4 separate regions of the Mus musculus genome follow, and regions 1, 3 and 4 are each linked to region 2. Evidence: chromatin contacts called from public Hi-C and promoter capture Hi-C data. All regions are on one chromosome and are shown on one strand. The core of a region is the stretch at or near the end of the contact, and the rest is flanking DNA. Distances in the headings are between cores, read along the strand shown.

Evidence for each region. Promoter capture Hi-C pulls out the DNA fragments that hold promoters and counts their contacts. A called contact is a pair of places that touch in the nucleus more often than the background predicts.
Region 1: a contact with region 2 is called in a promoter capture Hi-C map of second pharyngeal arch cranial neural crest. A contact is called at or near these places in 11 of 39 promoter capture datasets (the 3T3-L1 cell line, cranial neural crest, embryonic stem cells and 6 more), 1 of 484 Hi-C or Micro-C datasets (B cells) and 2 of 130 datasets of targeted methods (craniofacial prominence and embryonic forebrain).
Region 3: a contact with region 2 is called in a Hi-C map of cerebellum, with 4 times the contacts expected there. A contact is called at or near these places in 10 of 39 promoter capture datasets (the 3T3-L1 cell line, the C10 cell line, cranial neural crest and 5 more), 12 of 484 Hi-C or Micro-C datasets (B cells, CD4 T cells, the HL-1 cell line and 9 more) and 5 of 130 datasets of targeted methods (the HPC-7 cell line, embryonic stem cells, large pre-B cells and 1 more).
Region 4: a contact with region 2 is called in a promoter capture Hi-C map of pre-B cells. A contact is called at or near these places in 5 of 39 promoter capture datasets (cranial neural crest, embryonic stem cells, frontonasal cranial neural crest and 2 more) and 1 of 484 Hi-C or Micro-C datasets (the N1E-115 cell line).

What each region holds. Positions count from the first base shown.
Region 1 is chr19:7,416,241-7,418,940 of GRCm38.p6, reverse strand. 2700081O15Rik (RIKEN cDNA 2700081O15 gene) reads right to left here and starts at 1,316. Exons shown (of 5, transcript NM_175381.6): 1 at 1,024-1,316. The coding sequence starts at 1,162.
Region 2 is chr19:7,018,165-7,020,864 of GRCm38.p6, reverse strand. It overlaps Fermt3 (fermitin family member 3), which reads left to right and starts at 1,396. Exons shown (of 15, transcript NM_153795.2): 1 at 1,396-1,587; 2 at 2,026-2,199. The coding sequence starts at 2,040. It overlaps Stip1 (stress-induced phosphoprotein 1), which reads left to right. Exons shown (of 14, transcript NM_016737.2): 14 at 1-169.
Region 3 is chr19:6,662,415-6,665,114 of GRCm38.p6, reverse strand. No RefSeq gene overlaps it. Among named protein-coding and RNA genes, the nearest start is that of Gm32245, 97 kb to the right of the region's middle.
Region 4 is chr19:6,556,690-6,559,389 of GRCm38.p6, reverse strand. No RefSeq gene overlaps it. Among named protein-coding and RNA genes, the nearest start is that of Gm32245, 9.1 kb to the left of the region's middle.

The DNA.
Region 1 (2,700 bases), core at 67-2,566, 400 kb before region 2:
CCCAGTGACCTTTGGTAGGTCAGTCACATCCGCTCTCTGGGCCTATACGCCTTTGTCTGCAAATGCACTGACTGAATAGCTAGCATCCTACTAAGCATCTTTCCAGTGCAGGACCACTGTTAAATCTAAGGCAGACTGGCCCTTTAAGAGCAGAAAGAAGAAAAAAATAAAAGAAAGAAAGAAAGAAAAAGGAGGAGCTGAGATTTTTTTCAAAAAAATAAAAAGGGGGGGTGGGGGGCGGGGGCTTATAGGGAGAGGAGCTCAAAGAGTAGAGAGCACTCTCCCTAGTACGGATGGAACCTCCGCTGATCTAAAGGCAATGAACCTTACAGAAGGGAGACAAAAAAAAGCAGTTGGTTTTAAGGGCCAACTAGGGCCGGCAGGTCTTGGTACAGCTGACAAACTGGGGCCAAAATCGATTCTGAAACGCGACAACGCACGGGTGGGGCATCCACCTTCGTGTGCGAACCCATCCCTCACTAAGACCTTCCCGACGTGGGGTATGACAGACGGGGGCCCCCAGGACGCAGGCTGCGCTTTGTTTCTCGTAGCGTAACCGTGAAGGGAAGAGTTCACGTCTCCAGCAAGGCCACGCAGAAAGGGATGGCATAACCGAGAACAGCGGAATCCCGAGCTATGCTACTCTGGGGAAAGCCTCAGAAAGGGACAGAGGGACTGGGAAGCCTTTAAAAGACAGACCACCTGGGAGTGTGAAAGAGAAAGGGCGGGAGCCGCAAGTTCCAGCACCTCGACTCCCACGTCGCTGCCCCCCCCCCCAAAAAACGAGCAACGCGGGGCCCTTTAAGGAGCAGGGATCCGCCCCAGCCCGGCGGGCAGACCCCGCCACGGGCAGGGAGCGCCCCGCGGGCCTTGTAGCTGCTCTCTGCGCCCACCAGGTGGCGCCCCGAGCCGCCCTGCGCTCGTCCCCCGCTTTGTTCGGCGGCCGAGAGGGGCCCGGAGCCGCAGCCCTCCCCTCCCCCACGCCGGGGCCCCCCACCCCCGGTCGTCGGCCCCAGATCTTACCGCCGTCGTCCTCCTCGGGCTCCGTGCCGCCGCTCGCTGCGGTGGGCGGCAGCCGTCGGCCCCGTGCCGAGGTCACTGCGGGCCCGGGGCCGCCCCTGCCGCCGCCGCTCCGGCTCCGGTGGTCCCCGCCGGGCTCCATGCGCTGCGCTGCGGAGCGGGGGCCCCGGGGCGGCGGGGCGCGGGGCCGCGGAGCCAGCGGCGGCGCACGCGGGGCGCTCGGTGCGCGGGGCCCCCGGGCGCGGGGCGCATTCACGGGCGGCCGGCCGCACGGACGGCTGACTGCTCGCTCGGCAGCGCGGGCTGGACCGGGGTGGGGATTCCTGTCTGGGGCCCCTGGGGCTCCTTTAAGGGCTCCTGGGTAAATTTAAAGGGGCCGCGCGCAATTTCCTCCTGCCAGCTCGCGGGGGGCTGGTGCGGGGAAAGCGGGAGGTGGCAAGTCCGCAACGGGCGCTTGTTACGGACGCGGGGAGCACGGTCCTCAGCGCCCTCGTGGGTCCGCCCTGCCGCGTCCGCAGCTGCAGCTCCGGCTGGTAAAGAGTCGCCGAGGTGACCAGGGGCGCCCGTGTCCAGTCCGCTGCGACGCGCTTCAGCCACCGCCCCCTCGGGGCATCTCCGAGCGCGGCTCTCCGCAGCCCGCTAGCAGGGGACCGCCCGGTGCGGCGGCACCGTTCCCCTCTCCGGGGTGCCTCGTCCTCCCGCAGGAGCTGGGCGCGGGCCCCAAGCAGACGCGCCTGGCAGGGGCCCCAGATGGCCGCGGCCCCGCGGAGAGGGTGGAGCCGTGGGGGCTGCCGCGCCCCCTCCCGCGGGAGCCTGGGGCTAGCGCTGGCAGCTCTGGCTTCTACCGGGGAGGGGCGGCGGGGCGAGGTTTCCCTGGAGCCGGCCAGAGTGAGGGCGGCGGCCGCGAAAGCGCAAGCCGGGAAGAGGGGCGCGCAGAGGAGTGTAAGAGAGCTAGCACGCTGCGCCTGGCCAGCCGGCGTTCCGAAACAGAGGTGGCCCTGGGCTGGAAGCCGGAAAGAGAGGGAGACTGCGGCGGTGATTCAGGCTCCTGCCCCCGCAGGCCTATAGGTACCGGGTGAGGCACTCCGCTCAGCCCCGGGCTCCTGCACAGGACGAAGGTGCAAAGAAGGGACTGGGATCCTGGTGATGGGCAGCTGGAGATTCGCATCCCTAGGCTGGAAAACCCTGGGGCGAATTCTGGCTTCGGCCGAGGGACACCTTCAGGTCTCAGGCTCCCGGTAAGCCTGGAGAAGGAACCTCGAAAGGTTGTAGGGTCGAGGCAACCTGGGGTCCTGCCAGGGCCAGCTGGAGAAACAGGTCCTCCCTTAGCCTTTGGTTAGTCGTCCACAACAAAGCAGAGGCCTGGAGATCCAAATTACAGGATGCCAGAGACCATGAGGGTCTAGAAGTGGGTTTTATTCCCTCCCTGTCGGGGAGGCACACCACAGTCAAAGAAGGCACCATTCATGGAGTCATTCTCACACTTAACACCTACTATGTGCTACAAGAGCTGACACTCTGGACATGCAGCAGTGAACAAGATTGCTACTAATGCGGGTAACTTAGACATCCTCAGTTTATAAAAAGGAAACAGTTTCAGCCCCTTGGGAGTAAGGAAACTATTAAATTACCCGACCCACAGGAAACCATTCTCCGAAGTGTATATGCCAAGAGGACAAG
Region 2 (2,700 bases), core at 147-2,646:
TGTCTCGGCTGCTCCCCCATAGTTGGTTATTTTTTATTTGGGGCAGTGGGTGCATACGGGGAGGGGAGGGTGTTCTTCCCAACCTAGGGTCCCAGCTGTCTTCACCTGTTCTTACCCACGTCCCTCCTCAATAAAGAAGCCAGTCAGGCGTGGTTATATGTTGCTACGGTCTCCAGTGACTTTCTTCTCTTAAGACACAGTAGTGCTGAATTGGAAGCCAACACAAAGCCTTTTCTTGATGGCCTTGAAAGAAAGGTCGCTGAAGAGTGAGCTGTTTGCTTTGTCAGGGTGGCCACTAGGTGGAAGTGTCGCTCAACAACTGATGACCTACCTGCATTCTGATCAGCTTTGGGTTGATGTTCTGTGCAGTGCAGTCTTAGAGTGAACCTGCTAGGTCAACACTAGAACCTAACCTAGACTCAAGGTGGGTCAGAAAGCAGGCCTGAGACTAATACTGACAACAGCTCCTGCTGCTCCAATCCTGAGCTCCACACCACTATCTTCCTCCCACACTGTGACCAACACTGAACTTCCTCATTTGCTCCCAAAAGACTGCTTCCTGGGCTAGCAAGATGCTGAGTCCAGCACCAGGCTGTACTATGTCTTACGTTAGCCTAAACTAGCTTCCTGTCCCAACCCCAGGACTCCTCAGAGCAGCCTCTCCTAGTCACACTTAAAAAGCCTTACCTTGGGAGGAGAGGTTGGCACATACCCTTAATCCCAGCACTTGGGGCAGAGCAGGCAGATCTCTGAGTTCAAGGCCAGCCTGGTCTGCAGAGTGAGTTCTGGGACAGCCAAGGCTACACAGAAACCCTTTCTGAAAAAAGAAAAAACCACGTCCATTAATGGTAGGCTGCTGCCCTGAAAAGTCTACGTTCCTGCTCAGTTCCTTAGAGCAATTTGCATCCCAGTGCCTGGCATGGACATGAGGCTGTTGGACCACCAGAACCCTCTAAAGAGACGGGATAAAGGGTCCTGGAGGAAATCACATTGAGGTTTTATGAGGCAGAGAGGCTCTAGCATGTCACTGGACAGATTTAAGGCTGGTAGGTTTGGAAACAAGTCCTGTTTAAAGGTGGGAAGGACTTCACTGCTGACTGTAGACAGTCCCACTAAGAGCAGGCTGGAGCCGGGCAGTGGTGGCGCACCCAGCACCACCAGGGCCAGGTGGATTTCTGAGTTCGAGGCCAGCCTTGTCTACAGAGTGAGTTCCAAGACAGCCAGGGCTATACAGAGAAACCCTGTCTTGAACAACAACAAAAAATAATAATAAAAGAAAAAAGCAGGCTGGAGGTGCAACCAGTAGATGCCTGGGGGTGGGGTAAAGAGAACTTTGTGGTGTCACCCCAGCACTGTTCTTCCCTCATTTCCTGTGGTAACAAAAGCAAGGGCCCCGTGGAGCCCTCTGCGTGCTGGCAGTGTGCTTCCTGTACCCAGCAACAGCCCGCCCTGGGGAGGGACTAGTACAACTTTCATGATAAGGCCACTACAGGCTGACCTCTGAAGGAAGCAACTGAGCAGGACCAGGCCAGACCAGGGTAACAGGTGTCCCACTGCCACCTGCAGCTGCAGCCCGTTGCAGGCTAGGTAAGTGAAAGACCCAGGAGGACTCACTTGTCCCCTGCTCCGCCATTCTGTGCAGAGCAGCCACACTTGCCACCACCCTAGAGGCTTGGGTTAGAGTACTGGCTGTGAGCTGTGGGCCAGGACTTGTTTCTGAGATAGGTGGGCCTGGCAGAACTGTGAGTAGGAGAGTTGACCTGTTCTGGTACCTAGCAGGGTACTTTACAATGAGTATTGGGCCTTGGTGTCCCCACCTGTGAAACCTGAATTGGCAGGACAACGTGGACTCTAAGGAACTGTCTCTTCAGCCCAAACACTTAGGATAGTAAGAGGGTTTTATATTGACTGGATCACAGTAGCTCTCTGTACCAGTGTCCCCAAAGCCTACCCACCTACCCAGGGTACCCTAGGACTCCTGCTTATTTCTAGGCAGCCCACTGTCTACTCACCTTGTCTCAGCAGAAACAGCCGCAGCCATGGCGGGTATGAAGACAGCCTCCGGGGACTATATCGACTCTTCCTGGGAGCTGAGGGTGTTTGTGGGCGAGGAGGACCCTGAGGCCCAGTCTGTCACACTCCGAGTCACGGGGGAGTCGCACATTGGTGGGGTACTTCTGAAGATCGTGGAGGAAATCAGTGAGTCCCCGTGACCCTATGTATCCAGTCATGACAGCTCTCCCTGGCTTTTCTAGGCCATTCTCGCCTCTACTCATAACCTTGTCACAGTGACTCAGGCAACAGTCTTTAATTATTTGGTTCCAAAGAAGGTATTTCTTCAACTTCCCCTCTCCATACTTCCTCCAGCTCCTACTGGTTCTGTCTAGTCTCCAAGAGACAGACAACATGGTCCCCTGTGTGTCTTGCCTGTGCCGAGGCTTATTATGTTCCTGAGGGATGGCTAGGAGGTTCCTGGGGACCTGGCACCTACTCTCCTAAATTTCCTCCCCAGCAAACCACTTGGCAGGCTGCTGACAGTGGGTGAGAGGCCCTGCCCCCACAGGAAGTTACGGCAGAGTAGGCTAGGGCGATATCAGTCACCCAGAAGGCCCCATGAGGCTTCTCATCAACTTTACCAGCAGAGAATGAGAGTTATCACTTCCTGGGAGGATGGCAGGAAAGCCCCGATAGTCAGAGCCG
Region 3 (2,700 bases), core at 100-2,599, 360 kb after region 2:
TCTTTTTTTTTCCTTTTATTTTTTTAACATTTATTTCTTTTGGTTGTGTTCACGTGCTTGTGTAGTACACACCACAGCACGTGTGAGGTGTTCGGAGAAGACTGCCTGCAGAATCATCCTCTCTACCAGGTGGGTCCCTGGAACCAAACTCAGGTCATCAGGCTTCGAAGCAGGTGCCCTTACCAGCTGAGCCATCTTATTGGCCCAGTGACCAACCTTTTCTGTGGAGGGCCAGACAGCACCTGTTTTAGGTTGCTGGTTGTGACTGCCTCTGTGGCAGGTCCTCCGCTGAGCCATGGGAGTGAGAAAGGCAAGGATGGCAAGACACTCAGGGATCCGTGGCGCCCACACAGCGCTGTGTGCAGACCCCCCAGTGCAGGCTTGATCGAGCTTGCTCTTCACAGGGGATGACATGTTCTTCTGTCCCAAGGCACACAATGCCTGGGGCTCCCAACTGCATTTTAACTTGAAAAATACAAAAAAATGAGATCAAACCCCAAAGCCCCGCTAGCTCTAGATACCACCACGCTTTTGGAGAAGTGTATAAATTGAGAAGTGAAAGACTTGGTGGTCTCTTTGTACGCCTTTAACAAGTGTTCCTGGGCAGATGGAGCCACTTCCTCTCACCTTCTCAGAACCAGAGGGCAAGAGCCCAGGGCATGTGTCATCTCCAGCCGTGTAGTGCCTCCATTCTGCCCCACAGATGTGTCTGCACAGGGGAAGGTCAGAGCTCGGACGTCCACCCTCTAGCCAGCTTAGCAGACTCTGGGATCCCTAAAGGGCTGAGAGGTTACATAGACACCCCACTAGCTGGAACCTTCTCAAAGGGGATACTGCTGCTGATGGTGAAGATGACCGTGGCTCCTTTTCTGAAAACCTTTTTACCAGTTTTCTTGTAAATAAACAGACAGAATTTAGAAAAATAAGTGTATATTTATCTGGTGTATGTGTATCTGTATGCGTGCCTGCTCATGCCACAGTGCATATGTGTGGTGGTGGTCAGAGGACAGCTTGCAGGAACCCCAGGATTGAATTCACTGGTTATCAGTCTCTGTGGCACTTTGAATCATCTTATGAGCCTGCAAATGGATTTTTACATGACCCCTTAGCCATGTATGGTGGCACATGCCTGTGGTCCCAGAACTTGGGGTGGGGGTGGGGGGTGGGGGCTAGGAATGGGGCTGAAGGATCAGGAGTTCAAGGCAAGCCATGGCTAAATAAAACCTTGCCTCAGAACAAGTCAACCAACCAACCAACAAAAACCGGATTTAAATGCTCCAGAAGAGAGAGAAAGGGCAGAGACTGACCTCGGCGTGACCTGGGTGTGTCCTGGGTGATTTGCCATTCCCTCGAGTGGCAGGCAGAGGCATCTGGAACAGGTGTCCAGGCATCCCCGGGGAAGCTCCTTGGCCCCTCTTCCCTTTCCTCTTTTTCCTTTAATTCCGTTGCAGCCTAGCTCCTTGCCTAGCCTTCTCTGCGATAAGGCATGGGGATAGATGGATCGCAATCCTGGCTCTCCCGTCCCTTCTAGTGACTTGCCCTCTCACCCACCAGATGGCGCTCTCGACCACTTGGTTCCTGGCTCCCAGTGTAGCACCACTGCCTGGGGGTGGGGGCAGGAGCAGTGCTTGGAGAATAAATGTGGGTAGGAGGGAGAGGTGCAGCTCAGGGCTCAAATGCAGCTCATGCTCGGGTCGCAGGGGAACCTGCTTCTTATTAGTGGAGGCTTTAAGGAAACACTGTGGCTTCGAACCCATTCGGCCATTCGGCTCCTAGATGACCCCCCTGGATTGTCAGGGTGGCACCCCAGAGGTAGGCTGGGATGGGGAAGGTTTTTGTTTTTTGTTTTCCCCTCCAGGAAGCCAGAAGGGTGTCATCACAGTGAGGCATCTCTCAGAACTTGATTTGTGTCCCCTGTTACTTGGGGACATGTTGGATGGGTGACTGACACGCACCAGAGACAGTGGAATGGTGATTGATCAGTGGATAAGCCTGAGGCAGCAGAGGAGACGGCTGCGCTCTGGGACATACGTGCTCTGTCTGGCAGTTTCTCCTGGCATCCCAACCAGATCTCCCTTCTGTGGTGAAGGGCCCTCCACGGAGGGCCATGTCTGGCAGGCTCTGGATATAGCCCACAGTCAATGGCTAACTAATGCAATGGCCAGGAAGCTGGACCCTCCCTCAGATCTGGAGAAGTCTCGTGTACAACTGATGTCCCCAAGCCTCCCTGGATCTGTCCAGGGCTGGACTTAGCTCTAAGGTCACATTCCTTCTGTCTTAGTCTTTTTCTGTTGCTGATAACACAAACCCACGGGCTGGGTAAGCAATCAAGAAAGGAGGTTAATTTTGGCTCATGGGTCTGGTCCAAGGTCAAGGGGCAGCATCTATGATGTTCTTGTTGGCAGAATCCCAAGGTTGCACAGGGCATCACATGGCAAGAAGCAGGGCTCTCCTGAGATCTGGCCAGCTGGCTTCTATAACAGGGCCACTCTGGAGATAACTAACTCATCAATCCATTAATCACAGGAGTGGATTAATCCACTTGGGAGGGAGAGCCCTGTATCTCTTAATCTCTCATAATGGGGATTAAACTTCAACACTCATTCTGAGAGAGATAATCCACAGTGTTTATTGAGCCCCTCCCTTCCCTGACCTTTGCCCTTACCCTCTAGGGACTTGTCCCAGCCGGCTGGCCTCTAG
Region 4 (2,700 bases), core at 15-2,514, 460 kb after region 2:
GGGAGAGAAAAGGGGGTAAAAAGGGAGACCCTGTCTGTAACGTTTGCCATGTCTGCACCTGCTTTAGCCATGCTGAGGCCTGTGTTAGCCATGCTGAGGCCTGGGTTAGCCATGCTCAGACTGTGTTAGCCATGCTGAGGCCTGTGTTAGCCATGCTGAGGCCTGGGTTAGCCATGCTGAGGCCTGGGTTAGCCATGCTCAGACTGTGTTAGCCATGCTGAGGCCTGGGTTAGCCATGCTGAGGCCTGGGTTAGCCATGCTCAGACTGTGTTAGCCATGCTCAGACTGTGTTAGCCATGCTCAGACTGTGTTAGCCATGCTCAGACTGTGTTAGCCATGCTGAGGCCTGTGTTAGCCATGCTGAGGCCTGTGTTAGCCATGCTCAGACTGTGTTAGCCATGCTGAGGCCTGGGTTAGACATGCTGAGGCCTGGGTTAGACATGCTGAGGCCTGTGTTAGCCATGCTCAGACTGTGTTAGCCATGCTGAGGCCTGTGTTAGCTACACTCAGACTGTGTTAGCTACACTCAGACTGTGTTAGCCATGCTCAGGCCTGTGTTAGCTACATTCAGACTGTGTTAGCCATGCTCAGGCCTGTGTTAGCTACACTCAGACTGTGTTAGCCATGCTCAGACTGTGTTAGCCATGCTCAGACTGTGTTAGCCATGCTCAGACTGTGTTATCCATGCTGAGGCCTGGGTTATCCATGCTGAGGCCTGGGTTAGCCATGCTCAGACTGTGTTAGCCATGCTCAGACTGTGTTAGCCATGCTCAGACTGTGTTAGCCATGCTGAGGCCTGTGTTAGCTACACTTAGACTGTGTTAGCTATGCTCAGGCCTGTGTTAGCTACACTCAGACTGTGTTAGCCATGCTCAGACTCTGTTAGCCATGCTCAGACTCTGTTAGCCACGCTCAGGCCTGTGTTAGCTACACTCAGACTGTGTTAGCCATGCTCAGACTGGGTAAGCCATGCTCAGGCCTGTGTTAGCCATGCTCAGACTGTGTTAGCCATGCTCAGACTGTGTTAGCCATTCTCAGACTGTGTTAGCCATGCTCAGGCCTGTGTTAGCCATGCTCAGACTGTGTTAGCCATTCTCAGGCCTCTATTTGCCCTTCTCAGGCCTGTGTTAGCCATGCTGAGGCCTGCTAGAACCCTTCACAGAGTCCATTATTGAAGGAAAGTCATGGTAGGAACTCAAGCCTGCTCGTCATACCACATCCACAGTTAAGAGCAGAGTGAGGACAAACCACCCTCGTTTCCTGCTTCCCACTTCCTGCTTCTGCTCAGCTCGCTTTCTTTGCTCTTGTATAGTTCATGTTTAGCCCATGAAAGGGTGTCCCCACATTCAGGATAGGTCTTCCTACATCAATCAAAAATCAAGACAATGCCCCACAGACTTGTCCACCGACCAAGATGATCTAGACAACTCCTCAGTAAGACCCTCAGGTGATTCTAAGTTGTGTGTAGCTGATAGTTAAGCTAACCAGCTCACCAGGCAGTAGTGTGGACAACTTTAATCTGACACTCGGGAGGCAGAGGCAGGGCAATCTCTGTGAGTTCAAGGCTAGCCTGTTCTACAGTTTCAGGACACCCAGGGCTACACAGAGAAACTGTCTCAAAAACAACAAAAGTAACCCTCTCACTGGGCTACATATAAAACAGTATATCAAAATAAAATAATTGAGATTGGCAGGTTGGAGAAGGTGAGTTGATGACACATGAAATCCCACTGTGTTTCTGGGAACCTGTCATTTAAGGAAAGTGAATATGTGAATACAAAAACCCACTTAACAGGCTGGAGAGATGGCTCAGTGGTTAAGAGCACTGACTGCTCTTCCAGAGGACCTGAGTTCAATTCCCAGCAACGACATGGCAGCTCATAACTGTCTATAACTCTAGTTCCAGGGGCTCTGACACCCTCACAAACATACAAGCAGGAAGAATGCCAATATACACAAAATAAAAATAAGTCATTTTTTAAACCCACTTAACAACTATATGAGAGAAAAGTACTACTTGACTGAGATCAGTCAAGGAGGGCGCGGTGACTGACAGAGCTGTGGGGAGGGGCCAGTGCATGAGCCCAGGAAGAAACAAAGGCCAGATGATGTGCGCTGGCCTGAATTCAGGGATAGGAAACTCGATATTATTAAAATGCCAATTCTCTACAGTTCAGTTGATGGATTTAGTGTAACCACCACGTCAACATTCTCCTTTGTATAAATGGCCAAACACAGCCAGGAGTGGAGACACACTGATAATTTCAGGATGTAGAAGAGGGGTGTGAAGATGGGGGGGGTGTGCAAAGTTATCGCTGGCTACACAACAATTTCCAGAGTAAGCCGCATGAGATCCTGTCTCAAATACACCAACAAAGCCCTGACAAGCGAGTGCTAATGTTTACATGAAAACACAAAGGACTGAATTAGCTCGGAAATTCTGCAAAAAGAAAAACAGGATTAGACTATGGCTCAGTGATAGAGTACTTATTTCATGTGCCTGTGCTCCAGGGTTCAGTCCCCAATTCTGAAAATATTTGTCCTGCAGAGTTCAGAAATAGGGACATGCCTATGTAAAGGTGGAAGGAGAGAACAGACCTCACAAAGCTGTCCCCTGACCACATGTGCATGTGACACACATGCCCCCCACTCTCCATACCCACCCAGCTCCTGCTTCCAAAATACCTGGGCTATTCCTAG